Regions from separate parts of the Sus scrofa genome. Here region 2 is linked to region 1. A link is a contact called in public HiChIP or PLAC-seq data. All regions are on one chromosome and are shown on one strand. The core of a region is the stretch at or near the end of the contact, and the rest is flanking DNA. Distances in the headings are between cores, read along the strand shown.

Region 1 (6,660 bases), core at 1,135-3,634:
AGTGACATTTTATGGCTCTGTGCATTTCTCTCACCATTGCTCCTTGTCCTTTGGAAACTCCTTCAGAAGTCTCCCCATCTCAAGAAATTCTATGACTCACAAATGAATTCTTCCAACCCACAGGTTTGGAGATCCATAGAATTGGGTTTGAAGCTCCCTCCTTAGAAGCTGCTAACTTAGGGTGTGTAGCCTGATCCTCTTTTACAGCAGGGGGGCTGTTAACACACACTCATGGAGGTTATAGGATGACCATGACGCCTGGACTGGAAGTTCTGCAGAAGTGGGAATGGCCATGTCTACCTGTGTTCAACCCACAAAGAATCTATTTTAAAAATATATAGTTCATTCCTCCAAGACCCAAGCCAGACCCACACTGACCCACAGGGGCCAGCTCAGTTTTGGTGGAATCAGAAGCGTCTGATGTTACAATGCTCAGTCCCTTGATATTTTTTTCTTTTCTTCACTTTTCCATTTTTCCATGTTACTTTTTGGCTGCCAATACCTTAGATTTGCCTGTTGGGAGCTTGGTAGTTGGGACTTAAAACCCAAAGAGCTCAATGTCTCAGACTTAGCATTCTCTAAAGTTCTCTCTAGTTCTCTAAATTTCTTTCTCTGAGATTTCTTATGGTGAGAGGTTGCTAAGACATTGTAGTTCGCACTTAGAGTATGACTGTAAATATATATATTTACAGTATATATATATATATATAAATGCTTTTTATTTTTTCCTTTATAGCTGGTTTACAGTGTTCTGTCAATTTTCTACTGTACAGCAAGGTGACCCAGTCACACATGCATATATACATACTCACAATATCCTCCGTAGAGTATGACTGTATATTATTCTAAGTTCAAAAAGTATCAAGGTCTGGTGTCTATATATCTACATCTAGGTTTCTTAAAGGCTCACAACTCTTATGCAGTATAGAGTTTTAGATCAAAGTTTATCCAATAAATATGTATTGTATATCTTTAGGCAACAGGAATGAGAATACAGTGGTGAACAAGACAGAAAAGTCGCTGGTCTCCTGGAGTGGGCATTCTAGGACCAGACTGGCTCTACAATTCATTTACTCCAGAAATTAGAGAGAAAAATAGTGGTAGAAACTGGCAGGGAGTTTGCCATGTCCGGTAGTGCACTAGAGACACAGAACTGAAAAAAAAAAAAAAAAAAAAAAAAAGACTTCACCACAAAATACTTGGGACCAATTACTTCCATTCAGGAAACACATGCTCATCATTTTCTTCAAACTAGAAATTACTTTATCCTGCTTTTCTTTGAAGTTCTCTTCAATCTGTTATTGTTCAGGGTCTCTATCCAATTTCTCATCAAATTGCCCTATTTGTAGCTTCCAAACATTAACACCTCTATGTTGAAATGGAGCCTATAAAATGCCTTCGGGGCTTAAACCATGTGTGAGGCAGAAATGGTATTTAAGCCCTTAATGAAATTATGAGCTTTTAAAGGGTTGCGTTTTGGGTTTATGGGAGCTTTCCTCCAGATTTTTTTTTTGGGGGGGGGGCGTTAGGGTGGGTGGGAAATGCTCAACACACGTTTATTACGTTTATTGTTTTCGCTTTTAAAATACAATTTTCATGAACTAGCGATTTATGAACACTTTACACTGCTTGAAAGCATCTGTAAACTTGGTGTGTGTGTGTGTTTTTTCCAACTCTCAAAGCAGCTTCTTGCTACTGGTCGAATTCCAGCCGGCAGAAAAGCTAAATATGTCTCGTCGCTTCACCGATCTTTCTCCAGAAAAGTGAAAGAGAATAGAAAATAGAGAAGGAGCAAGGGGGAGGCGAGAGGAAAAGGCGAAGGGGTAAGGGGAGAAGGAAGCCAGAAAATAAAGGAGCGCCGGAGCACAGATTGCAGACGAGCAGACCCAGAGCAGCCACAGCGCGGAGCTGCCGGCGGCCACTGGTCCCCCGAGCTGCCAATCGCGGTGTAATCCTGTAGGAATTTCTCCCGGGTTTAGCAGGGAGTCACACAGCCGCCTCCTCTCCCGAGTGGCCCGGAGAAGCCCAGAGAAGCTGGCTGGGGAGGGAGGGAGGGAGCGGGAGGAGAAGAGGAGGTGGAGGAGGAGGACCCTGGGAGGGAGGCGGCGGCGCGGGAGGAGGAGGGGCGCAGCCGCGGAGCCACTAGCCCTGCCGGACGCGCTTCTCTCCAGATACTCCCAGAGCTCCAGCCGCGCGGATCTCGCGCCCCCACCGCTCTGCCCCCAAACTTCAGCTGCAGCTACATTCCAAGCCATCTAATTTATTCCTCAAAAATCAGAAACCGAGCCGCGACACGGGGAAGGAGTCCGCGGAGGAGTAAAACTACAGCAGAGCAAGAAAGGCTCCAGAGAGCTGCCTCCCCGGAGCAACAACTCGGCGTCGGGAGTGTAGGAACCAACAAGTGAGAAGGCGCCGCGTTCCCCCAGCGCAGCCGCGGGCAGCGGGAGCAGGCGCAGGAAGAAGAAGCGAGCGCCCCGGAGTCCCGAGCCCGAACCCCCGAGCCCCCGAGCCGGAGCCGCGGTCGCGGAGGCTGCTCCGCTCCGGATTCTTCGGCGCGGGCTGCGCCGGGCGCTGAGCAAGAGGTTCCGCTTCTCTCTGGTTGCAAGCGGCGGCTGGGAGCAGCCGATCCCCGGGGAATATGCGGCGCGTTTGGATCCTGCTCACCTTGGGCTTGGTGGCCTGCGTGTCGGCGGAGTCGGTGAGTGGGCCAGGAGGGGGACGCGCGCGCCACATAGGGTGTCGAGGCCGAGCGGGGTGCGCAGAGCCCGCGGGGAGTCGGGGAGCGCCACCTGGGGGATGCCCCCCACTCCCAGCTGTGTCAGCTCGGCCCCCGGGGATCTGCTGGGACAAATGCGCTCGCTCCTCCGCCCCTTCCCTCCTCCCTTTCCCGCAGAAAAGCGCCGCTCCCTGGAGTTGCCTGGAGGTCCCCCGGGATCAGCAAGAGAGTACGGCAGTTTTGTCGAACCGCAGAGGCCCCAGAAATCTCTCCCAACTTCTTCGCCCTCGGAGGGTCTTTCTTTATGGCCGGGAAGGACCGATGGGGAAGGGTGGCCGGAGAGAGGATGTCGGGAAAGGGCAGCGTGAGAACTGGTCCCCTCCGCGCGCTCCCGGAGACCCAGGAACGACCTGGAAACTTTGGGGTCCCTTTGTCAGCACACACACACCCCCACGCCAGCTTTCCTACTCCATTGAATGCACGTTCTGGGGAGATGGGGCCCAGCTTTGAGAAACCCGCGAGTGTCCGGAGAGGAAAGTTTGCAAAAGTTCTTTTGTTTGATGTTCCGGGTGGCTGGGGTAAGGGAGCAGACACTGCGTGGATAAGCTACCCGCGGAGGCACAGTCGTCGGTCCCTTGGGGGGTGAGCGGGATGCGCCCCAAAATGCCAGGATGCGGACCCCTGGACTCCAAGTCTTGCAACGACCCGACCTCCTTGAGGGTCGGGGGGCGGCTTGCGGGCCCTAAGGAACAGGAGGGCATTTTGGTAGGGGTTGCGCTCAAGTGCAGCAGCTGGGCGAGGTGAGGTGCCTGAGACACTGAGCTTGGCCTCGGGTCGCCTGGCTGCTCGGAGAACCGGGGCTTCCAGCCCGCCACGCTCGTCCTCGCGGGCCCCGGCTGGGGTGCACCGAGGCTTGGAGGAGTCTCTTCTCCCACGGGCCCGAAAGCGGGCATCTAGCTTCCCTCCCTGGCCTCGGCGGTGGGAACTTGCTTTCTCCCCCTTTGGGTCGCGTTTCGGGGGTTGGAGCTTGTTTCCCTCCGACACCCAATGAGCGCCCTCTAAAGGGAACTGCCTCCTGGGTTTTGATTTGTGCGTGACGGCCCCTACCTGGGCGCTCTGAGCTTTGTCCGGCTGGGTGGAATCCCAGCACCCGGATCACGTCTGCAGCCTCATTGCGGTCTGGGACCTCGGTTAGGGAGTGCAGCTGTTTCTGTCCCTTCTGGTTCCTCATATCTCCTCCTTGTGCCACCAAATAACTTGTCCATTTCTAGTAATCTGAACTGCCTTTTCGAAGACAATTAATGTCATCTTTAAGGTGGTTTCATGAGTTTCCCCCCCTCGCCTGTTATTCCCCCCCACCCGATTTGGAATCGGGAAACCTCTTTGGCCCTGAGCAGCAGATGGGCATTTTTTCATCGGTGTGGGAGCCTCTGTGTATGCTATGGGGTCCTCAAATGTTACTCTGAGATTGGAGAGCAGGTAGGATTGTAAACGGAATAGAGTAGATGGAAATGTGGGTGCTCCGGCTGTGAAATAAAACTCTGAGCCTTATCAGCATTTCTCTGTGGCAAATGATCGTTTTATCTGTTAGGATTGGTCCTTTCCCAGCCAGTTATGAACTTTGTGCTCTTTCCACCCCAAAAGGGAAAAAAGAATCCCTGTTTATTTCAGAAAAACATTATTGCTCATCTTGTTGCAAAAGAGGGCAAAGGGAGAATTCCAACTAAAGATATTCAGGAGAAGCCTGCCTAAAAAGCAGGACAGGGTTAAGGAGGTCCCTTTTTGCTGAGTCCTGTTCAGGAATTGTTACTGTTTGGGGATTCTAAAAGAAGAACGTCTCTTTGGGTGTTTGCGTCAATCTGACCTTGCATCTTAAGGAAGCTTTTTGGCTGAATGATACTTGTCTTCTCTGGTGGTATCTTTTCCCCCCAACCCTGTCTTTAGGGTTTGAATATTTCTCAGTTCCGACCAGAACTGGATGCTTTCCTAGTGAGCTCTTTCACTGTGGCAGATACCATTTTCAGTAATTGGTATATCATTCAAAAGGGTGATTAGATATTTTTTAAAATGTCAACTTGGAGACTGTAGCCGGCAATCTTTGTTAGCCAGTGAGTCAGTTTTTCTCCATAGAAGCAGTTTCCAAGCTCAGGATGGCCAATAATCCATTTAAATGACTTTTCAGTCTCTTGTTTGTTTCACGTATAGCAGCATACATGTAGGCAAAGTTGAAGGACTGCAGTTTTTCAACGTTCAGCCATTAAGGTGCATTATTTCCAGTCCTGTGCATTTTAATTTGAAAACTGCAACTGTTGCCTGGGAATTAGAAGTCGTGATCATCTGAGCTTAAAGCCTCTCTTTTTTAGAAAAGGAAAAAGGAAAACTGTCCACAGTTAGTGAATTCTGGAATTTTATACTGAGTTCAAGAGGGGAAAAAAGAGGTCTCAGCAGTCAAGGCTCAGAGCTGTCTGTGGGAACTGGAGGTGCTTTATTTCTGGGCGCTGGAGACAGCAGGGAGAGCGTGATCACGGCAGTGGATTTAGCCTTCCCACCGCCCTTGCGAGGGGAAGGACTGACAGAGTGTGGCAGTAGTGATATGCTGTTGGTTTTCTATCAATTTTTTACAAGAGACTGTTTATCTTTAGAACTAATACATTGCAGACGGCTATAAACACGTAATTGGACCTGGGAATATGTTTAAGAAAAGGAAGCGTTTTGAACTAGTGGAATTTTCTACACATGCTTAGATGTGTTTAAATTAAAAGAAACTTGTCAAGTCATTTGGACCCATGCATTTCCTCTCGGTGTATTATGAAAGACAGGCATTGGAAAGTTTGCATTCGAAGGAAAAATTAAATTGGCACCATGTAACCTTTGGCAGTTCTTTAAAAATACATATTTGGGCTGTTGTAGTAATGAAGCAAACTCTGTGGGGAATCTTAGGGAAACAAGAGCCCTTTTCTCTGTTAGTTGGATATTAGCAGTTGGTAGATGTCATTTAGGAAGGAAAGATCTTATTATGATCAGGTTTGCAGAAGGTGGGTGAGCAGAGGAATTTGAGTACACGCTCCAACGCCGCCTCCTGGGACCGGGAACATAGAGTTTTGATGGTGTTTGCCATTTGAAGGACTGTGTAACATGATTATACACATGGCACCTTGAATAATCATTAGTTTGGAAAGCATTTCAAAAATTATCTAGAATTTTTTTTCCCCCCCTTGGGCAGAACTAGTTCTCAAGTCTCCAGAAACCCCCAGAGACAGGACTGGCCAGCTTCAGGGGGCCTGGCATCTGCCCAGGTTGCTGGAGCCGGAGGCTGACCCAGCCACACAGAGCCTGGCCAGCTCTGTCATTAAAGTTTATAGGGAGTCCGGTTAAGCCACTGTGCTGTCCACATGTCAGCTGGCAGTGATCTTGGGTCATGTGAGGAATGTCATCTGAGTTTAGATTCTCACGAGATTGTCTCTGCTCATTGCCAAAAATCAAACTAAGAGACCTGGCCCATCGTTTTCTTCTTCCCAAGACAGAAGACCCACTGTTCATGCCACTGTCAGTGGTACATTCCCGTATTTCAGAATCACTTGATTTTTCATGCACCAGAAGCCCAAATAAAGTTTGAGTGAAAAGTTAAGAAGTAGTGAAAGAAGCTCATCTTTTTTAGTCACCTCTGCCAGTACCATCATCCTTTTTTTTTTTCTTTCTTTCCCTTTTTTGGCGGCATATGGATCTCCCAGACCAGGGATCAGATCCACCACTGCAAACTAAACTGCAACTGCGGCAACCCCGGATCCTTATCCCACACTATGCTGGGTTGGGGATCAAACCCTAATCCCAGCACTCCCAAGATGCTGCCCACCCCGTTGCGCCACAGCGGGAGCTCCCAGTACTGTCATCTTAATGCCAGGCTTTGGGATTTGAGTCTTGACGTCAATTCCTTGATGAGGCAT
Region 2 (6,660 bases), core at 2,835-5,334, 160 kb before region 1:
TTCTTTTTTTGTCTTTTGAGGGGCCACACCTGCGGCATATGGACGTTCCCAGGCTAGGGGTCGAATCAGAGCTGTAGCTACGGGTCTGCACCATAGCCACAGCAACTCGGGATCCGAGCCACATCTGCGACCTACTTTGCAGTTTGTGGCAATCCCAGATCCTTAACCACCAAGTGAAGCCAGGGGTCAAATCCCAATCCTCATTGGATGCTCATCAGTTTCTTAACCCACTGAGCCACAACGGGAACTCCCAGTGAGGTCTTAAACAGAGGTACAGGGTAAAATTTGTTTTACTTGGACAGCAGGCGAGTTTGTTTTGTTTCGCTTCTCTGAGGCTTCTGTGTGTCACGAACATTAAGCATCATGTGTATCATCTGCCTCTGCTTCGCGCTGGGCCACATCCCTGATTGTCTCCAAGTTTGTTTTCTGGGGGGCGTTGGGCCTCGTGCCTTCACACTCTGATCAAGAGCCGGGTCCCACGAGGAGGAGGACGTGTTTCTTCTCCAAGGCTGGCCTAAAGGAGGCACGTGCCCCAGGTGCAATGTCTTGGGTTTCCTATGGGATGCTCGAAAAGCAACGAGCATAGGAGACAGTCTCTCCTCTTTGGCTTTGTCCAGAATGGCCAGGAAAGTCCTCAAGAGGCTTTCTGTGCCGTTCTCGGAGTTTAAACTTTCTTTTTTCCTTTCAGCAAGGGCTCTTGACTGCAGTGGTTCCAAACCTGGTGCTTTCCAATGACCAGCCAGAACCACAGCTGCCATTCCTTCTAGAAACCATACCCCTGGGTCTGATCTACTTTGTCCAATCATTTCTACGAAAATGGGCCTCACATGGATGGAACTAGATCAGAGTGGTCATCTAATAGCAGAAACGATTCGACTGCAAATGACCTCACATAGGACCCCATTGTTTTGGATGTCGCCGTGCACCAAGAATGCTTTACATATTTTTTTCTATAAGTAGCATCTCATCACATGTTAAGTACTTTTTCCTTTTTATCATCCTTGATCTTTCCATGGCCTCTCTCTGCTTTTCTTGTGTCTGTTTTCACCACTTGTAAAAGTCTGAGCCAAACTGCTCCCACAGCAAGAAAAGGACACTTCATAGACCTGTTTTTAAGCATTTCGATGATAAAAGGCATCCTATAAACGCCAGTCTCATTTTCACTATGACCGCTTCTGTAGTGAGCTCATGAGTAAAATACTCACCAAGGAGAAATAAAATAAAATTCTTTACCAAATACATCAGGTTCAGCCCTATGGTCTCCCGCTCCGAAGCCGCTGGACAGCGTCTCTGTGGTACCTCTTTTTGTCAGGGGTCTCCCTTTGGAATCAGACCCCTATTTAATGCACTTGGTCAAGCTCTCGTTGGGAGGGGGGTTGCTAAATGCAGGGTGGAATAGGAAAAAAATGTAACCATTGGAAACCAAAGGAAAGTGAGCGCTTTTAAACAGAGGAAGGGGGAATGATCCCTTATGCATTCTTGGAATTCTGTTCAGTGAAGGCTGCAGAATTCCTGAGGCCACTGAGTGCTCACCGGGTGGGCTTCATTTATAGAGTTCTTACTGCTATGAAAACGGATTCCCCCAGGCAGGCAATCGCAATCCTCCATGAATTTCCCACTTGTATGATTGAAATCAAGATGTGAGGAGAGGCATTCCCATCATGGCTGAGCAGAAACGAATCTGACTAGGAACCATGAGGTTGCAGGTTAGATCCCTGGCCTCGCTCAGTGGGTCGGGGATCCAGCGTTGCCATGAGCTGTGGTGTAGGTCACAGACATGACTTGGATCCCGAATTGCTGGGGCTGTAGCTCTGATTCAACCCCTAGCCTGGGACCCTCAATATGCTTCAGGTGTGGGCATAAGAAGACAAAAAAAAAAAAAAAAAGATGTGAGGAGAGCCAAGACTTCTGTTAATCAGCATTTCATTACAAGTGCATCTCTTGCCTTTGTGTGTGTGGTGGGGGCAAGGGTTAAATTTGAGATTTGGGTCTTTGTACGTTTCAGCATTCGTCATGGCTAAGACTAACCAGCTGTGGAGTCTCCTTGCCAACCCCAGAATAGATTTTTACAACATTTCACTTTATCATATTTTATTCAAAACCTGATCCTAGAACTATCATAGGTAAAGGAGTCAAAGTTTTTTTAATTGAATGTGGTAATATCTTTGACGCAATAAATACCCATGGCTTTTTCATTTCACTATCATCTATGAATTAAAGGACTTATTTACTAATATCTACCAAAGAGGGAGGAAATAGTTGGATGTGTGTGTGGTTTTGTTTATTTGGCTTTTGAGGTTTTTTTGGTGGTGGTGGTGGTTTTTTAGTGTGTGGGAAGGCTGAAATCTTCCTTGTCTCCTGTGTTGCCTAAAAACTGTCTTTAATCCATTTCAGAAATTCACCTGCAATTTTGTCTCTCTGGACATTCCCTTTCTTGCAGGTTGGTTGGGCAGGTTTTATAGCTGCCTGTCCTATGAGAAGGTATTGTTTGTCACTGTCTAGCACGGTCAAGGATTTACAGCGGGTCCAAGTGGCTGGCTCCCAGGCCTCTCACACGGCTAAGCTCAGCTTATCCATCGTGATACCCTGGTTGAAAACTGGTCTCTGTGTACAGCAGCTGGCTGGAGGGGTGGGTGACGGGCAAGCTTCCTGTCTGCAGTACTGGTAAAAGAGACTCCTAAGCCCCAGCATTGCCTTCTTGGAGCAAAGAGAAGGGTATTGGCAGATCCATCCGCGTCTCATAAACCCAGCGCCAACACGAACATCTTTCAGAAAATACAATTGGGGAGTTCCCGTCGTGGCACAGTGGATGAATTTGATTAGGAACCATGAGGTTGCAGGTTTGATCCCTGGCCTCACTCAGTGGGTGAAGGTCCAGCATCGCCCTGAGCTGTGGTATAGGTCACAGACGCAGCTTGAATCCTGTGTTGCTGTGGCTGTGGTGTAGGCTGGCAGCTAGTAGCTCTGATTAGACCCCTAGCCTGGGAACCTCCATATACCGCAGGTGCAGCCCTAAAAAGAAGAAGAAGAAGAAGAAGAAGGGGGGAAAAAAGAAAATAGAATTGGTCTGAGAGTTTTGCTATCACGACTGATGCAACCGGACCCCCAAGCTCCTTGGCCATTCTGGGCTCGTGCTTGGACCTCTTTGCCCTGGGAGTTAGTTTTGTTTGTTTGTTATTGGAATACTCTGAAAACATCATTGCCAAGGGTCTGCAAATTGTGGGTGCTAATGGCAGAAGGTATTCCCCATATGCCTGACCTCCTGACCCCCACAAATCTCCTCAGCTCCTCAGACACCAGTCTTCCTGTGTAGGGTGTGTCTGTCCCTTTTCTGGACGCTGAGTAAAGGGGACTCATGTGGACTTTACAACCATGGGAAATAAGATTTGTTTGCCTTTAAAAGTAAAAGAAGGTAAATCAGAGACCCAAAACCTAAAATATTGCATTCACATGTCTGAAGTATACACACAATAGCCTTAATTACAGCATCAAATTGCAGGCATGGTTTATGTAACCATCCATGCTGGAAAATCTGGACTGTAAACCTTACTGTTCCCACTCGCCTGACTCATCCGTCAGTCCATCTGCACACATCATGGGCTGATTAGGTATTTTACGGGTGCAACCTGGGAAAGGCACGCCAAGATCCCCACGTTTCAAAATGTTTAAAATCCTCTGCCTTCTCTCAGAGGGAATGAAAGCCAGGCCAGGAGTAGGCGGATGAGTTCACCAGGGCCCCTGCCGACAGATCTTCCAGACAAAGGCATTCGGGCGACTGGGGTGCTTCAAAAGACCTCTTGGAGAGGTGGTGTGTCTTGAGACACCCTCCCTCCCCTGAATCTTCCTGGATACCACTCAGCTGGGTTTGCTAGGGAGCCAGGTGCCAGAACAGCACTTCCAATTCTAGATAAGGGGCGTCGCTTAAGACCCCCTCCCCCGCTCCCCTTTGCATCCAGCCCCAAATGTATGTGTATTCTTCAATCCTGTGAGTTTGCCTGTTTTCCACGTTTCCCTGGCTCTGAGGCTCGAGTACTTCGCCCAAGAGCACATGGCCACTAGGGGGCGTCAGATCAACCCTGATGCTCTTCCTCCCACCCCAGGCTCCTTGATTTAATTCTTGCGCACACGTCTTCTGCCGGGTTCCTGGACCCGAGCCTCCACCTATTTCCACCCCCCCGCCTGGCTCTCAGGCAGCCTCTGCTGATGGAGGGTAAGGAGCCCCGGGGGGCTCCCCTCCCCCTGGTGCGCACTTAGCGGTGGTGCCCGCAGCGACTGCAGATGTTGATCTTCCCTGCGTTTTCTGCTGCTTCCGTGCTTGGTGGCGGGACTAACGGGTGTCTCGAGCTTCCTTGAAGCAGAGCCCCCCCTCTGTCTGTTTGGGTTCTTTTCCTGACGTTTCCTTGCCTTCTGCAAACTGTCGGAAGGCGATGCCCCCTGCCTGTAGCAGCTCCCTCAGCCCTCAGGAATCTGATTTACGATCTGGCGAGGCCGTAAACCTCTGCTCTTCACTTCTGAAAAGGACTGCAAAGTATGGGAAAGAATGTAAATTATAAATACTGAATTCCTACGGTCAGCAATCATGTAATGGCCTGCGTTGTTGTGTTTTGCGTTCTTTTTTTTAAATATGGTATCCATATGGCTTTAATTTCTAAGGGTCTGGGTTCCCCCACTGCCACCACCATATTTTTAGGGAGAACAGATAACAGTGAAATGTCCCACTGAGATCAGGTATTTTTCTTTCTTTCTTTTTTTTTTTTTTTTTTTTTTTTTGCTTTTTCTAGGGCCGCTTCCCGCGGCATATGGAGGTTCCCAGGCTAGGGGTCCAATTGGAGCTGTAGTTACCTCCTGACGCCAGAGCCACAGCAACACCAGACCCGAGCCACGTCTGTGACCTACACCACAGCTCACGGCAACGCCGAATCCTTAACCCACTGAGAGGCCAGGGACCGAACCCTCAACCTCATGGTTCCAAGTCGGATTCGTTAACCACTGCACCACGACGGGAACTCCTAGGTATTTTTCTAAAATGAGAAATAACATTTTCTGATGACTCACTGGCCAAAGACTGAAATGCCACACTCTTCACAAAGAGGGATGGGACTGGAGGTGACCGTTCTCTGCCTGCTGATCTGGTGGCCCAGCTCTAGACCAGCCCCTGGTGTGGTCAGCCTTACCCCCCTCCTCCCCCGCCCCAAACCCCGTTTTGACTTTCTCAGAGGTGGTTTTCCGGTAAGATTTTTTGAAATTCTCTTCCTGTCCCTCTTACGAGTCAAAGTCTGCTCACTCGGTGGGAACAGACTTCTCAGCGCGGCTGCAAGCGGTGAAGACAGCCGCAAAGTCATCCTCAAGACACAATGACCGCTGGGTTTGAATGTTCATTCCAGCTGCGGGTCGGCTCCCGGCTTAGATTTCACATGCGGGGCGGAAGGAGCTCCACGCTCTGCCGAGGCAGGAAGGGGCCGCTGGTCACCGCGTGAATTCCTGCCGCCCTTCCCGGACCACAGAATCCAGTTCCTGAGATCACAGTGCTGGTGTTCAGCATTTTTGCCCTCAAACCCAACCTCGTCCTGCTTCCAAATGATGGGTGAAAGCTGCAAAAACACCCGGCGTCTTGAAGTTCTCAAGCCACTGTTTTAACAGCCCCAGTCTGGCCGAGCATCTATTAAAGTGGATGGGATTGTGTTTCTCTTCGTGTGGTCAGGAAGTACGCCGACGGCAGAGCGTGGTGCGTGGGAATGTGATGCCGGAGATCACAGGCGTGTCCACCCACAGAAATATATAAGCTCACAAGCACCTCTTCACTCCCACCCTCACCTTCAGGTCTTCCTGCTGTTTTCTTTGGACCACATTTGATTCACAAAATGCCAGGCTCAGCTCCGACGTGGGACTAGCCAGACCACACAAGAGGGCGTGGAGGCCCTCAAAAATGTCTGAGGGGATGGGTACAACTGGGCCACAGGATATCCTCAGCCGCAGGTCCATTCCTGAAAATTATGCCTCTGCAGATGGTTCTGCCTCTGTACCGCTAAGTCATTGCAGCAGAGATAAGCCCAACAGCGATGGCCCTCAAAGATGTACGTGACACTTAAATATGTGATGCCCAGTACTTAATATAATCGATGGTTCGCTTTCTGTGTCAACTTGCCTGGGCTAAGGAGTGCCCAGACAGCTAGGAGAATATCATTTCTGGGTATGCCAGTGAGGGTGTCACCAGAAGAGACTGGCGTTTGAGTTGGTAGGTTGCCTTCAAGGATGTGGGTGACTCTCATCTGATCTGTTGAGGGGCTGAGGAGCACAAAAGTACAGAGGAAGGCTGAATTTTTTTTTTTTTTTTTTGCTTTTTAGGGCTGTACCTGTGGCATATGGAGGTTCCCAGACTAGGGATCAAAACGGAACTACAGCTGCCAGTCACAGCCACAGCCACGCAGGATCCAAGCTGCATCTGTGACCTACACCACAGCTCATGGCAATGCCAGATCCTTAACCCACTGAGTGAAGCCAGGGATCGAACCTTTGTCCTCATGGATACTAGTCGGGTTTATTAACCACCGAGCCACAGTGGGAACTGTTCTCTCTCTGCTCCATCTGAGACATCCTTCTTCTTCCCTTGGACATTGTTGCTCCAAGTTCTTGGGCTTGCAAACTCAGACTAGGACTTAA

What was found. HiChIP or PLAC-seq counts read pairs in DNA pulled down with a chosen protein or histone mark.
Region 2: a contact with region 1 is called in an H3K27ac HiChIP or PLAC-seq map of alveolar macrophages. The contact joins the enhancer-like site here to the promoter of SDC2 in region 1. A contact is called at or near these places in 3 of 5 promoter capture datasets (fetal liver, fetal skeletal muscle and liver), 17 of 47 Hi-C or Micro-C datasets (alveolar macrophages, embryonic fibroblasts, fetal heart ventricle and 9 more) and 2 of 2 datasets of contacts at active chromatin or transcription factors (alveolar macrophages and skeletal muscle).

Annotation. Positions count from the first base shown.
Region 1 is chr4:40,125,207-40,131,866 of Sscrofa11.1, reverse strand. It overlaps SDC2 (syndecan 2), which reads left to right and starts at 2,384. Exons shown (of 5, transcript NM_001315754.1): 1 at 2,384-2,698. The coding sequence starts at 2,639.
Region 2 is chr4:40,290,190-40,296,849 of Sscrofa11.1, reverse strand. No RefSeq gene overlaps it. Among named protein-coding and RNA genes, the nearest start is that of PTDSS1, 83 kb to the left of the region's middle. Within about 2 kb of position 4,084, at least 22 of the 83 cell types and tissues checked have an H3K27ac peak or open chromatin away from gene starts, as enhancers often do. A contact at or near this core is called in alveolar macrophages, fetal liver, liver and 2 more, where this site is marked.